Regions from separate parts of the Triticum aestivum genome. Here regions 2 and 3 are each linked to region 1. The links are chromatin contacts, called in public Hi-C and HiCAR-type maps. All regions are on one chromosome and are shown on one strand. Each heading gives the region's core, a stretch centred on a gene start, on an enhancer-like site or on the middle of the called end of the contact. The rest is flanking DNA. Distances are from core to core; before and after follow the strand shown.

Region 1 (2,696 bases), core at 140-2,639:
TATAAAAATACTTATATTGTTCTTTGTTACACAGTTGCAATGTATATCACTTAAACATTTACTATTGCTAAATTTAGATATACAATGTAACAAAAAATCTTTTTGACTTAATTTTTGAAAAGTTGCATTTATATGTGTGTATGTGTGCGTGCGGATGCATATTTTTATATCATTAAATATCATGGTATACTCTAACAAATATCTTAATAGTGTTCGAGTGTATATTTAGTTAAGCATATTTGTACAAATTTCTAGTGTATGGAAAATTTGTCTTGCAAGTCAGGTTCATTAATAAACTAAAATCATGTATATGGGATCCAATTGATTCTTGAACATGTGGTCCTAGGTCGTCAATGTCATCATCAAAATCAAGTCATGTACACGGTTCTCTAGGATATACTCCCTCCGTCTCATAATATAAGAGCGTTTTTTACACTACACTAGTGCCAAAAACGCTCTTATATTGTGGAACGGAGGAAGTACTAATTTTCTTCTTCAGTTATTCAAATCCATAGACGAGATGAAAATCCTTAATGTTTGTTATCCCTAGATCTTCCTATTTAAATCCTAATCTTATTCAACCTTTCTAGCTCTACCGGAGTCTTTGCTTAGTCACTTGGAATATCTAGACGAACTAGGTTAGCAGTTTACAACTCGACAACTAGCTAAAAAAGAAAAACCTTTCGTTCCACTTGGGTTTATCCGAAAACTACCAAACGGAGCCGAATGAAAAATCTTTCTAACCTTTCTCCCTTTGAAGCAACCAAACATTACTCAGCTGGTTCCTTTGAGCAACTTCATCACGAGTCTTCGAATGAGACATGTTTGGTGCAACAACCACCTGCTTTACAAACAAGGGTGAATCAAGCGAGTTAGGGTTTGCCCATTTCACTTCTCCACTCTCCCCGACGCCTCAGATATGTCGCATTTGCCTCGCCATCTTCATTTTTCCCAAATTCCAATGCGCCTTGTAGTTAAATCTTCGCTCTTTCGCCAATTTCAGAAAACCTTTGGTGTAAATTCCGACTGCTTTTGTTTGCTGCAACATCTTGGATTTATTGTACCAACTTTACACTAAGATCGTCCTTTGTTTTTCGAGATTGAGACCCTTTTTCTCGGAGAAAAAAAAACCCACTAGGAAGAAGATAGCACAATAATTACCAACTACAGAAACAATAATCACATATCCCATTTACAAGGACTTGTAATGGTGGCTAATTACACCAAGGGAAGAATCAGCCCATTCAACTATTCTTTCTTCTTATACTAAACTAAGCTGGGGAAGAATTTTTCCCTTCTCTCAAAGAAAGAAGTTGGGGAAGAATTTTCAAAAGGAAAAGACAAAAGAAGAAAAGAAAGGGACGGCAAACCCAAGCAAAGCCGCCACCAACGAATACCGAGTCCACACTTGCGCAGCTCCTCCTCCGCCCAATCGACTGCTAGCCAACAAACCCCACCGCCCGCCCAGCTCAGAGATCCGACCGCCGCCCAGGATCCCGGGGAGGCGGCGCCGCCGCCGCGGCCATGGCCCTCCACCACGGCGCGCGGCTCCGCTCCCGCGCCGCGCCCCTCCTCGCCGTCGTCGTCCTCGCGGTCCTCGCTCTCGTCTCGCTCCTCCGCGCCAGCCACGGCGGGGGCCGCCTGGCCCCGCCCGCCGCCGTCTCCGCCGCGGCCGCCCGCAACCGCAACCGCACCGCCGCGCAGCGCAAGATCCTGCTCGACCCGTCCTTCACCCCGCGGCTGCCGCGCCAGGGCGCGCTGTCCCTCTCCCTCGCCCGCCGCAACGCGCTGCCGCCGCGCAACGCGGCCCGCTTCCCCAGCCTCCCCGACGGCCACCTCAAGATCGTCCTCTACGTCCACAACCGGCCCCGCTACCTCCGCCTCGTCGTCGACAGCCTCTCCCGCGTCGACGGCATCGGCGAGGCGCTGCTCGTCGTCAGCCACGACGGCTACTTCCCCGAGATGGACGAGATCGTCAAGGGCATCGCCTTCTGCCAGGTGAAGCAGATCTTCGCGCCCTACTCGCCGCACCTCTTCCCGGACTCCTTCCCCGGCGTCGCGCCCGGGGACTGCCGGGACAAGGACAGGGCAGCCGAGAAGCGGTGCCGGGGCGAGCCGGACCAGTACGGCAACCACCGCTCCCCGAGGATCGTGTCGCTGAAGCACCACTGGTGGTGGATGATGAACACCGTGTGGGATGGGATGGAGGAGACCAGGGACTTCGATGGGCACATCCTCTTCATCGAGGAGGACCACTACATCTTCCCCAACGCATACCGCAATGCGCAGCTGCTCGTGGATTTGAAGCCGAAGAAGTGCCCCCAGTGCTATGCGGTCAATTTGGCGCCGTCCGATGTCAAGGCGAAAGGGGAAGGCTGGGAGAGCATGGTTGCTGAGAAGATGGGTAACATTGGCTATGCCTTCAACAGGACTGTGTGGAGGAAGATTCATGCCAAGGCTAAGCAGTTCTGCGACTTCGATGAGTACAATTGGGATATAACCATGTGGGCAACCGTGTATCCATCGTTTGGAGCTCCTGTTTACAGTCTGAGGGGGCCTAGGAGGAGTGCTGCACATTTTGGCAAGTGCGGCCTTCACCAAGGCCAAGACTCCAGCAGTGTTTGTGTGGATAATGGCGCGGGAGCCATAGAACTAGATGCCATCGACAAGGTTCCTAACATCAAAGCTGATTGGCC
Region 2 (2,696 bases), core at 64-2,563, 500 kb before region 1:
AGTGTTGGCGATCCTAAAAAAAGGTATTTTCTTGTTCGACTGAGATTCTTTTTTATCTTTCTTGTACAAAAATATTGTCTCTCGAAGATTATTCCAAGAAAAATGTTGTATTATTTTCTTTAGATACATACGACCTGAATTCCATTGTATTCCCTTTTTCACAAAAAAGTGTTATGTCTATACAATATATGCATATTGATATTTGCTTAACAAAAGACTTTAACATTTCTGGTCATTCTATAGGAGATTGTGAAATAAGCTGTGTACATCACGTTTTGCAACGGCAAATGAATACTAGAGTTGATATAAATTGATACTCCCTCCGTCCCATAATATAAGAGCGTTTATGATACTACTGTAGTGTCATAAACGCTCTTATATTATGGGACGGAGGGAGTATATTGTATGTAGAGTGGTAAGGGCGTCCCAGTCTTCTTCTTTTTTTACTACGAAAAAAATCTTTTTTTAGTAAAAAATATCTTTTTTTCTTGGAATAAAATATTTTCTCAACAATATTATTCTTAGAAAATGGATATTTTTCTTTACAAATGGACGACCTAAGTTTCATTTCATTCCTTTTAGAAAAGAAACCTATGGAGTATAATATTTGCCTGGATGAAAACATAAAAGTTTTGGTCATTTTCCTAGGAGATTGTAAAGTAAGTCCAACTGCAGAAATAATACCAGAATGAATAAGAATTGTGTAGCTTGGAACAAGAGGCTTGCCACTTCCAAAAATTTAACATCTAATCCACATGATATATTTTTTGTCTAGCTTTTTCTTCCACTCAATTAATACTCCTTGAAATGGTGACGGGAGAGGAGGCGGCGGAGAAAACGGCCAAGAGAGGAGTTAGTGACAAAAAGGAGAAGAACATGACATCGATGATGATGTGTGGGCCGAAATTAAACCTCCCTGCATGGTCACGTCGATGAAGCGCGAGAGATTTTGTTGATTTTCTATGCACGTGTTTATTAAACAAGAGGTGCATTCTCAGTGTAGATTAGTCCAGGATTGGACTACATATGGTTTCTCGTCCTCAAAGTAGCCCGCAAAGGCAGATTGATTTTCCCTTATTGAGATTTCGGATACAACCGTGTCATCCGTTGCATCAATTTTTAAATGCCGAGTTGCCCTAGAGGAGGTCATTCTTCCACACTATCTTTTGACAAAAACAAAAGGTGACGGACAATTCTCCCTTCGAACCCAGCGAATACCGTGGGTGTAAAATGCAGCTTTGAGAAACTCGGAACCTGGTTTTTGGTAGCAGAGTGGCTAAGGATCCAACGGCCGAGGCCTGGCCACGTCGCCCTCCCGGTTCGAATCCCCGGCCCCGGAAGTCGACAGCAGAACCGAACCAGTATCGCCAAATCCGTCCAACAAGACAAGCTCAGTTCCGACGGAGACTCCAAGGCCATCGCCATCCACCCGTGCTCCGCTCTGATCCCAGATCACCCTCGCCCCATCCTCCGCGCGCTGCAGCTCTCGCCCCACGCGGATGGCCTCCGCCCTCTCCGCCCCGGCGGCCTCCGCCGTCGTCGCCGCCCGGTGCAAGGCACGGGCCCGCCTCCTCTGACGCCGAACGCGTCTCTTTGTCGGTGCAGTGGATTCTGAACCTTTTCTCTTTTTTGTCGTGGGCGCAGGTGTTCGGAGGAGGAAGGAGCGATGGGAGGGCCGGATGCCGCGTCGGGATCCTCGCGAGGAAGGTGACTTGCCCGATCCTGTGTCCCCTCTCGCTCTGCCTTACCTAGATCCCGCATTTGATTTGTGGATTGGTTTGGTTCTGTAACGCGACTGCGCTAGATGGTTCTGGGTCCTATATCGTAGGTGTTCGTGTGTGCACGACTCAAATAGGCGCTGACTTCCTGGATTGGCCATTCAGGGCTGCTAGTGGTTCAGTGTTAATACGCACAGTAATGTTCAGAATCGACTAAGCGATTACTCCTACATAGTTTGCACCGTGACTGGCAATCATGCATGATGCTACAAGCTTTTAGAACAACAGCGGTTCGTGGAGTGACATGCTTTGGACCGCTGGCGTGCCTCCTGGTCCTGGGATTCAGCCTTCACGAAGCTCTGATATGTGCACATTTTCTATTGTAATTTTTTTGTGGCCTCGTAACTTGCTTCCTGGACTGACAATTCAGGACTGCTAGTGGTTTTCCTTGCGTTGTTCTCGATTCAGGACTGATAGTGATAGGACCACTCTAGAGTTGCTCGTTTCAAAGTTGAGGCACATTGCAGTTGGTAGTGTAGCTGGTTAAGCCAGCATTTCTGTTTCTCCGTGGATAATCCTTTTGTACGTGACGTCAGATGCGCCTTCACGCCTTGTGCCATGCCAATATTTGACATCTCATGATATGGTTTGTGCTTTGAAATTTAATTCTTCCTTTGCCGTTTTGGATGCAGAATACTGGCCACATAACGATGGCACTTGCAGTAGACGCTTCTCGCTTTGAAGGAGTGCCGATGGCCCCTCCAGACCCGATTCTTGGGGTTTCGGAAGCATTTAAAGCTGATACAAGTGATCTGAAGCTCAACCTTGGTGTTGGCGCCTACAGAACGGAAGAGCTACAGCCCGCTGTCCTCAATGTTGTCAAGAAGGTAAGTCTAATCGTCCTTGGCATTTTCTGAATAATTAGGTTCCTATTTTGATGTGCTACTGCTGCATGTGGTAGGCTGAAAAACTTATGTT
Region 3 (2,696 bases), core at 66-2,565, 320 kb before region 1:
GGCGCCAGGTCAAGTCAGCGTTCACATCCTGCGCCCAGGCCCGATCCACCGGCGCAGCAGCCGGGGCAGGGGCACCGCACGCCGGACGCCGTACGTCGTACGTGCCGCGCAATGCATATTCCTCCCCCGCAACTCCTCACGCGCGCCGAGCCCATGCCGATGTCGGCATCGCCCTCGCACTGACTCCACCCATTCATTCATTCATCACTCTGCTTTACGTGTCCCCGGCCTTTCCCTTTCCCTTCTTTTTTCCCAGAGGGAGACGCCCCTTTAATCATATGGCTCATCGCGTTTGACACCATGCCACGCCCACGCTTTCCTCACCGACCGGTGGGCCCCTCCGGACCCGCACTCCACGATGCGAAGCATCAAGCTGGACGCGAAAGGCGAGCCGAAAATATGCTTCGGAAAGAAAAGGCGCCTCAGCTGAAAAATAGGAAAAGATTGACCACGACGTGCTCTGCCCCGCCTCGTCCTCCCCGCGTCCCCGGTACCGACCGTCGGGCCCACCGCCGGGCCGCGACGAGCCCAACGGCGAGTTGTTTTATCATGGCTGCCCCTCTGTGACCAACCAGGTCCACGGAAGGTGGCACACACAGCATAATCCGCGAATAAATTCCTTTTTTAACCAAGAAAAGATGCTTCGCATTTTATTATTATTTCGCGAGCGATTACCACTCATCAATTATATCAGTCACGGTGGGTGCGGCGATAATGAGAATCGATAAGGACGCGCCGGGGTGGGCCCGGCCCGAAACCGCCTGGCGGGCCGCAGCTGGAACGACGCCACAGCTGTATGTTGCCGGGCCCGCCGCTCCCCACTTGCGTTTCGCGGCTGCCACGTCAACTGTGCTGCGTCTGTGCCTATCTTTTTTTTATTTTTGAGTACGCGTCTGTGCCTATCCCCTTCCCCGATATTTACCCCTCAATTTCCTACGAATTTCTCGCTCACGTCTCTCCATTTCACCACACCTTTGCCCCCCGAAACGTCCACTATTCACGACCCAACTGCCACCCCGCGCACCAACCGCGATGGCGCGCCATGAAATTTCACGCAAGTCCAGGGGCTCCACCCAACCCTCGCCAATAATTCGGCCGCCCACGTCGGGCACGAGCACGAGCCGGGCCCACCCCGTGCCCCCACCACGTCAGACCAATAAAGATCTCTTGCCCCCTAAGCATAACGAAAAAAAACGCTAGTATTATTTTTTTATCACTTCGAGTCGGAGAGGGTAAGCGCAGCGCGCACGCTTCCGTCTGGGCCCGGCCCGGCCCGCTCGGTTTCTTCTTCTTCCTCTATATAATGCGGCCCGGCGGCACCCGGATATCTCCCCCAATGTTCTCTCTCCCACAGATCCCCTCTTCTCGCTAGGGTTAGGTCTCCCCCGGCGCGGCGCAATCCGCAAATCTCGACGACGGCGCCGAGCAGCGAGCGAATCCACTCGATCTAGTCCCGCGCCGACGAGCCCATGGCGACGGCGGTGCTCAGATCCCACGACGCGCTCGCCAACCGGATGCATCTCGACGCCTTCGCCGCGTCCCCCCAGGCCGCCAAGCAGCGCCGCCGGCGCCACCCCAAGCCGGCCTCGCCGCCTCCCAAGGTGGTCGCGGTGGTTGCTGGCTCTTCGCCGCCAAAGCCGGCTCTTTTGGCGTCGCCGGCGACGAAGCAGGCCCCCGCGGCCGGCCGTCGGTCCCCGCCGGCGAAGCCTGCCCGCAAGCAGCCTTCCCCGACCAAGGAGAAGCCCCGGCAGCAGCCGATCGTGATGGAGGCCGTCCGGATCCTCAAGCGCGGCGAGGAGCCCCCGGCTCCCTCCCCCGCCCCTGCGCCTGTCCAGGCACGGGCGCAAGCCCCGCCGGCCGACAGGCGGGTGCGGTCTCCCTCCCCTGCCTCACCGCCCGTCGTCAAGGCCCGGCCCCAAGCCCCGCCTGCGGACAGGCGCGTGCGGTCTCCTCCCCCAGCCACAGCACCCATCCCGGCCCGGGCGCAAGCCCCGCCGGCCGACAAGAGGGTGCTCCGGACCACCAGCCGGATCGGCCCGCAGCAACCCGCCGTCGTGCCAACCAAGAAGATGGTGCCGCTCGCCGTCGCAGCCAGCTACGCCGGCCCGGCGTTCTCGGCCGCGGCCCCGGAGCCGAGCTCTCTCCCCCTCCCTGGGTTCTTCTTCCGCCGCGCCGAGGAAGAGGCCACCCGCGGCCTCCGCTGCCTGCTCCGCATCGGCGAGCTCTCATGATGACGGCTCCCCCTCCAGCAGCGTCGTGTGCGCCCCCTCCGCGGCCGCGCCGTTCTGCTCTGCTCCCTCCTCCCCCTCGTCTCGCCTCATCTCGTCGGAAGCAACAAGAAGAAGAGGTGGTGGTGGTAATAACTCTCCCTGACTGAAGGACGGAAGGATTTTATCTGTGGATGGTTGGTGTGCGGATGGATCCGGCGGCGAGCTTGCCGGATCAGATCCCGGCTCCGTTCCGATCGAACCCTTCCGGTATTTTTTCAGAGGAAGGGTCGTCGAGGGAGCGGAGGTCCGGCGGTAGGGTTTGGTGGTGGTTGCTTTAGGTTCGCGCGTTGCTGCTGCTGCACAGCTGTTTGGTTCGCCTTGATGTTGTTAGGTAGGTTGTTAATTGTCGGTCAGTCAGAACGATTAAGGGTTGGTTCTTGGTTTAGGTGACGATGATCTGGTAGCTAGGGAGTGGGTCTCAGGTTT

Evidence for each region. A called contact is a pair of places that touch in the nucleus more often than the background predicts. HiCAR-type assays count read pairs that join an accessible place to other places.
Region 2: a contact with region 1 is called in a Hi-C map of leaf, with 6 times the contacts expected there. The contact joins the promoter of LOC123145931 here to the promoter of LOC123145934 in region 1. A contact is called at or near these places in 2 of 5 Hi-C or Micro-C datasets (both in leaf).
Region 3: a contact with region 1 is called in a HiCAR-type map of leaf, with 4 times the contacts expected there. The contact joins the promoter of LOC123145932 here to the promoter of LOC123145934 in region 1. A contact is called at or near these places in 2 of 5 Hi-C or Micro-C datasets (both in leaf) and 1 of 1 datasets of contacts at active chromatin or transcription factors (leaf).

Annotation. Positions count from the first base shown.
Region 1 is chr6D:465,859,828-465,862,523 of IWGSC CS RefSeq v2.1, forward strand. LOC123145934 (alpha-1,6-mannosyl-glycoprotein 2-beta-N-acetylglucosaminyltransferase) reads left to right here and starts at 1,390. Exons shown (of 1, transcript XM_044565454.1): 1 at 1,390-2,696. The coding sequence starts at 1,525.
Region 2 is chr6D:465,357,757-465,360,452 of IWGSC CS RefSeq v2.1, forward strand. LOC123145931 (aspartate aminotransferase, chloroplastic) reads left to right here and starts at 1,314. Exons shown (of 11, transcript XM_044565451.1): 1 at 1,314-1,556; 2 at 1,645-1,707; 3 at 2,411-2,605; 4 at 2,680-2,696. The coding sequence starts at 1,500.
Region 3 is chr6D:465,538,852-465,541,547 of IWGSC CS RefSeq v2.1, forward strand. It overlaps LOC123145932 (pistil-specific extensin-like protein), which reads left to right and starts at 1,316. Exons shown (of 1, transcript XM_044565452.1): 1 at 1,316-2,696. The coding sequence starts at 1,470. The coding sequence ends at 2,231.